Regions from separate parts of the Mus musculus genome. Here region 1 is linked to region 2. The links are chromatin contacts, called in public Hi-C maps. All regions are on one chromosome and are shown on one strand. The core of a region is the stretch at or near the end of the contact, and the rest is flanking DNA. Distances in the headings are between cores, read along the strand shown. Region 1 overlaps Gm31452 (a long non-coding RNA gene). Region 2 overlaps Gm30411 (a long non-coding RNA gene).

Evidence for each region. Hi-C and Micro-C count contacts between places; a contact is called where the count stands out from the background.
Region 1: a contact with region 2 is called in a Hi-C map of the G1E-ER4 cell line, with 3 times the contacts expected there. The contact joins two enhancer-like sites. A contact is called at or near these places in 1 of 15 datasets of contacts at CTCF or cohesin (pro-B cells), 14 of 484 Hi-C or Micro-C datasets (the Ba/F3 cell line, the G1E-ER4 cell line, cardiomyocytes and 5 more) and 3 of 115 datasets of contacts at active chromatin or transcription factors (the 230-238 cell line and embryonic stem cells).

What each region holds. Positions count from the first base shown.
Region 1 is chr13:107,100,033-107,103,118 of GRCm38.p6, reverse strand. The region is part of intron 4 of Gm31452 (a long non-coding RNA gene); the gene reads right to left. Among named protein-coding and RNA genes, the nearest start is that of Gm41051, 20 kb to the left of the region's middle. Within about 2 kb of position 1,343, at least 105 of the 459 cell types and tissues checked have an H3K27ac peak or open chromatin away from gene starts, as enhancers often do. A contact at or near this core is called in the Ba/F3 cell line and the G1E-ER4 cell line, where this site is marked.
Region 2 is chr13:106,736,590-106,740,034 of GRCm38.p6, reverse strand. It overlaps Gm30411 (a long non-coding RNA gene), which reads left to right. Exons shown (of 3, transcript XR_003950653.1): 2 at 1,367-1,460; 3 at 2,062-2,255. Among named protein-coding and RNA genes, the nearest start is that of Gm45940, 16 kb to the right of the region's middle. Within about 2 kb of position 1,549, at least 6 of the 459 cell types and tissues checked have an H3K27ac peak or open chromatin away from gene starts, as enhancers often do. A contact at or near this core is called in the Ba/F3 cell line and the G1E-ER4 cell line, where this site is marked.

The DNA of each region.
Region 1 (3,086 bases), core at 94-2,593, 360 kb before region 2:
TCTGCCTTCCTCCCTACCAATTCAGCTGCTCCCTCCACTTATTTTGTTTCATTTTGCTTTTAATGTTTCCCAACACTGATTCCCCACTATTCTATGTAGCTGAGGATGACTTTAAACTTCTGTCTCTGTCTCCCAAATGCAGGGATGCCATCCATGCTCGGGCACACCAGCTTGCTTGCTTGCTTGCTTGCTTGCTTGCTTGCTTGCTTGCTTGCTACTTTGATTCTGGACTTTTCTGAGTTTCTCTTGTTGGCTGCTGTCTCTGACACATCTGGCTGTCATCCATGAGTGGTCTAACCTCCTGGGCAGATACCCATTATTAGATCTATTTTAAATATGATTGCCTTAGGCCAAGTGACAAATTCCTAATCAGTCGCTCACAGTCAGTTATCGGGATCAGGTGACAGAAGGCCTGCCACTGGGCTCCAGAGGTAAAATCTGCGCATGTCCACTACCGCATCAGTCACAACAGAGTGCAAGTTTTTCTTCACAGTCTAGTTCCCTGCAGGACACTAACCCTAAGACCGGTAATGGCATCTTCCTCTTCACACCTCCAGCACAAAGCTGGTGCCGGGTAGGCTCTCAGTATAGCTCTGTCAAAGTTAATTGAGCCGACAGTAAAAGCAGACAGCCAAATTTGAATCGCAGGGATGATATTTCTCTGCTGCTCAATGAGTGCAAATTACTTGACCTTTCTGAACTTTCTCCTCCTATGTAGGAAGGTCTTTATTGCACGCCACAGAAATCCACTGTTACAGATTTCTTCTCAGATAACAAAAGATAAATGCACTTAATTTACAATATAAAAACCTTCATGATAAATATTAAATAAGACATCGGCATACATGTCGCCTCTCTGGCTGTACCTCTGCCATGTGTTGTAACTATGTGCAAATATGTGTTCCTTCCCATCAGAGGGTCCCAAAGAACGGGATCTGGGCTTCCCTAACTTCTGTATCCTTGTCTCCTCCTACGCTAAAGCTCTGCACAAATTAATAGTGTGAAAGGTCAGCAGATTCAGGTACCGCTTGTACTTAAAATCTTCACATTAGGGTTTTTTGTTGTTGTGTTTTACAAATCAAACACTGGTCGCATGAAGCATCATGCATACATTAAATTCAAATCTATCTATCTTCGACAATTCAGAATGCTGAACAGTTTCTCAGAGCAAATGAAATCGAGGCTCATGGGGATCCAGTCTTTCAGTGTGTGTCTCCATCTACTGTATTTACAGGAGAGTTGCTCCCTCTCAGAGTGACTTTCCTCAGCTTCTCTCTGCGGACAGTCAAGCCGCAGCCCTGGGATACGAGTGCATGTCCTCAGCAGCCACTAGGGGGCAGGCTAGCGTCTCTTGCAGAGTACTTACCCCCAAGGGCAAGTGAGTCTAGAGGAAACAGTAAATACACCAGTTGTGACCGCGTTGTTTCCAAATGGAAAAATACACGCGGGCATGTCCAGATTCTCATTTCGTATTCCTTTCGCTGGATATGTGATCCTTCGGCTCAGCTTACCTCTTGTTTTCTATTTCCTCCTTCCAAGTCTTTCTCCTACGGGTTGCAACAAATGAGCCTTTTTTCCCTTTGAGAGGCTTAACCCACAAAAACAAATCAGGAGGTGACACAAACACTGCATAATTTAGTTAGTGAAGGTTTGATGGCTGAGGTTTCATTTGGGTTTCTCTTAGAATAAAGCCTGATTTTTCTCAAGTTTTTCATGTATTAAACAGCTAGTCAAGATGAAGGGGAGACAGAGATTCAAAGAAACAAAATAAAAACAAACAAACAATGAGCGGGAAAGGGATGGGAGGTCTGTTATAGAGGGAGATCAGAGAATAAACAACTGCTGAAAGATAGCTTCAGAAAAGAAGTTGACCTGAGGGTCCTATTGGTCCATGCCAAGATATCAGCACCAGACAGACAGCTGTCTGCTGCTGGCTGGAACTTCCGCAATTGTGACAGCTGCTTCCTCATCTGGAATGAAAGTGATTTGGACTAGATAATCTTCTAACTCAAAAGTGGGTCTGTGCCAAACGAGGGAAAGCATGGGGTGGGTGTATAAGAAAAACTCTGGGAGACTCTGAGAACAAACAAACCGAGTGCAAAGCCAGAATTATCTACCAGAACACCTGCTTGCAGACACAGTATGTCCTCCCAGATAGAGCTCCGCCCCTACCTTGCCCCTGACCTTCCATCTACTACTGCAAGCCCAGGGGAGGTGGAAGGCCTCTGAGCCCCAGGAACTACGGAACAACGGGACTGGTGTAAGAGAACTGGTGTGGGCTGAGACTCTGAAGGAGACATTTTCAACCCTAAATGACAAACTACTAGCATTCTAACAAGAACTTGCTCTATCCTGGCTAGGGGAATATACACCCCTGGGGACTGGGTCGATCTTCTGTCCTGGGTGGTTTGAGCTGAGCTGCAGGTGTCCCTGTGAACATTATATGACATTTAGGAAAAGCCAGTATCTTTTGATCTTGCCTGCACTGTTGCAATTATACTAATTTCATAGCACCCTAATAGTCAACCAGGCTGTGGTTTCAAAGCTAATACTGTTCTCTAACATCATGATAACCGATTAATTACTATTTACCAAGCTCACATTTTCATGTTAATATTTCTGAGAGCTGTCTCCACATAATCACCATAATTACTGGTGATAGAGCTTCCACCCCTTAAAGTTAGATTACTTATAGCCAGTGTCCTTATAGGTGTAAAATATTACTTTACACATAAAATATACATGTATGTGAAAAAGTCAACATAAACTGCTACAAATTTGCTTCATCTGCAATTTCAAATATGCACCACTAGGGGGATGATGCTATTTAAATGGTCACTCTAGGGCTCAGTTCTAAAATGCAGATTCCTAGGCCTTGCGGACTTAAGAATTTTCTGAGTAGGAGGTTGTAAAATATCTGCCTTTTAAATAAATCTCCGGAGTGAATTTGAGGCATGCTGTCAGATATCAGTAATTAAACTCTTTCTAGCTCGTGTAACTGCCCTGCTCTCTCTCTCTACAGAAAAATTACCATCAAAATGAAATCCACATTTCTCGCAGCGGGCCTCAAGTCCCTATGAGATTAA
Region 2 (3,445 bases), core at 300-2,799:
TGTGATGGACTACCTGACAGAAGCAATTTAAGGAAAGACATGTTTCTTCTGGCTTATGGTTTGAAGGAATCCTCCAGTCATGGTGGGGAAGTCATGGTCGCAGAATCCTGAGAGGTTGGTCCTGTTTCCTCCACAGTCAGGAAGCAGAAAGTGATGACACACTCCTGTTTGGCTTGAGAAGGCTAGGCTGACTCCATGACAGGCTTTAAATTGGCAGTTCAAGAGATGGAGGCCTAAATCTCTGTTTCCAAGAAATGGGCAAGTCCAGGCAAGTCCTGCCTTCAGGAGCTGCCCTGCCACTGGGCCTGAAACAAGGACAATGGGTTAGCAATAGTTTTTTGACTTCCTCAGCTACTTCCTCAGCAACAGTTTCCAGACCTGCCCAGCAACAGTTTCCAGTCCCAATACCCCAGTAATAGAATATTCCTAGAGTTGGAGTAAGACAAAGGCCCCTACCCTTGAATCCCCTAATGTGCTTTAAATCAGACCTGCTTTAAATCACTTTGTTGTTCCTCTATCTTGGTAATGGACGATGCCAGCATGCTGGACTTCTGCAGAATAAAATGCTCTTTGCATTTGCATACTATTTGAGTCCAGAGTATCATTCTTTGGTGACTCACGAACTTTTCTTACAATATGGCTTTCTTCTTTGTGTGCACTTCAGGATCCAAGTCCAGGAACTGATGGCACCCACATTCATAAAAGGGTCTTCTTGCCCCAGTTAACTTAATTAGGATATTTCTGATAGGTGTGTCTGAAGGACTGCCTTCTAGGAATTTCCAGATCCAACCACACTGATCAACTACATAAACACATGCTGTGGGAGACACTTTACATTCAAATGAGAATGCTATATAAGACATGGTTGAAAAGATGGAAATGTCGAAGCAATTAGAAAAGTTGTTTGCAAGCAAGAGTGAGCTTTTCAGAGTCAGAAAGAATGGTGATAGAGGAGCCATGCTTATATAGCTCACTAAGGTTGAGGTAGGTCAGCTGACTCAGTACTTTCATCGGAAGGCATTTAAACTACAATCCTTTCTTTCACTTGTGGGAGGCTAGTCTTCTTGAAGTGCTAAGCTAAGGCTTAAGTCATGTTGCAGTGTATTTAAATGGTTGATTATTCGGAGCCTAATCTGCACGACAGACTAGTAGTTGCCCTACTAACTCAACTTCTGGACTCTTGAAGCTGCCAAAAGACCACTTGGTATGCGTGTTTGTTATATAAGCACGTCACTTTTGCATATGTTTTAGGGTTAATGCAGCCGTGTGTTTCCTGTCTGGGGTGCCACTCTACTGTTTTTCTGTGTTTGTGACTTTGAGACTAATGCTCACCCATAATGTCTTTTTTTTGGTGCCAACAATGCAGTAACCATGTGACCTATGACTCAATGAGGCACGGAGAAGAGTGTTGGGCTCTGCCAACTTCACACATGAATGTAAAAGCCATTTCCTGTAATCAGGTGAGAAAAAGCACACCTCAGACTTTTGTTCTGTTGAGGCCCGCCCCCTCCCCCAGTATAGCTGTAGCCATTTTGTTCCATGCCTGTCATCTGTTTCATATTGTTGCTGTAATATGCCTGCCAGTCACGGACACAGAAAAAATAACTTGACTCAGAGCAAGGTCATGCTGATCACATATGCTACTATATATTCTGTATGAAGTATGTTAATTGCAAAGAACACATAGCCTCAGAAGGCATTTTTTCCGATACTGTAAAAGCTGCCAGCAGCTTCAGCCCTGAGGCAGCCACAGCTGCACTCCCAGAAGCTGCACTTCCTGCTGCCACAGATAGTCATGAAAACCAAGTCTTGAAGAGTGGGTGCGAGTGATAAAGAATGACTCATGCCCACCGCCCGAGCTTCTGGTGGGGCAACCCATGGACTGAGCCCTAGGTCCTAGATAACTATGAACATAAGGCCATATATATAGAGAGCGTGTGTGTGTGTTTGTGCCAGTAACAAAGAAGCCCATGAAATAATCTGTGGAACACCCTAGTTGTAATTGACTGAATTTAGCATAAAAACTCTGGTCTGTCATGGCAAAATTTCTTACCTCCCGAGGGCCAAGCGGAGACAATGTTGTGTTGAGAATTAATCTGCATGGACACGCGCAGATGCTCATGCTGACATCCACCGCTTAGACAATGAAGCCTGCACTGCTGCACGCAGCTCAGCTCAGGTCTAGAGGATCCGAAAGCAAGGAACATTGAATTGCATTTACCTGCGTGCTGCTGGGAGCTAGGCTACGACTGCTACACTGGAAAGGTTAGTGAGGAGTGTGTGTGAACGAGTGCAGGAGGCAGAGGCAGGCGGATTTCTGAGTTCGAGGCCAGCCTGGTCTATAAAGTGAGTTCCAGGACAGCCAGTGCTACACAAAGAAACCCTGTCTCGAAAAACCAAACCAAACCAAACCAAACCAAACCAAACCAAACCAAACCAAACCAAACCAAACCAAACCAAACCAAACCAACCCAACCCAAACCAAACCAAACCAGCTGTTTATAAATAAGTAAAAAGTGTTAGAACCTTTTCCACCAGGTTTCGAGGAATTTGCTTCCAGCAGTTCAAGTCATTAATCTTAAGAAATTCCACAAAGCTTTACATAAGACCCATCAAATTAAAGGTCAATATGAACTGTTATGTCTAAAATGGCCTGAGTCAGAGCCGACCACTGGGCAGCAGTTCTTGTACCTGCCTATGAACTCATTGTGGTTTTTATGGTTTTGGTCTTTACAAGCTGACATAGAAAGATGTTTGGGGCCATTGCCTCAGCCTCCAAATGCTGTCAGACGCTGCCCGACCCTCAGTCAGTGGTACTTACTTCAAGCTGCCCTCGAGAGTGAGACACCGAGATGCAAACGCTAGAGGTTTATTTTTCTGCGAGTCAGGGTCAACCTTCAATTAGTCCCTTAAGTCAAGTGACTAGGAGGTGACCCTGAATGTCTATTACAAGCAGTTTTTATATCAGGTTATAAAGCACAGGTTATATCAGCAAGGTTACAGTTTAAACTTATTGGCTAAGCATATGGATCTTTAAATCTATTGGCTAGCAAGCATGGGCAGATCATGAAATGCATTTGAACTCTACCTGGGACTTTACAGAGGGTCAGGTTACTATCAGTCAGTACATTCTGACGATATTTTACTCAAGAATGTTCCTATAAAAATGAATTTATGAAATTCCTAGGCAAATGGATGGACCTGGAGGGCATCATCCTGAGTGAGGTAACCCAATCACAAAGGAACTCACACAATATGTACTCACTGATAAGTGGATATTAGCCCAGAAACTTAGGATACCCAAGATATATGATACAACTTGCTAAACGCATGAAATTCAAGAAGGAAGACCAAAGTGTGGACACTTTACCCCTTCCTAGAAATGGGAACAAAACACCCATGGAAGTTACAGAGACAAAATTTGGAGCTGTGACAAAAAGATGGA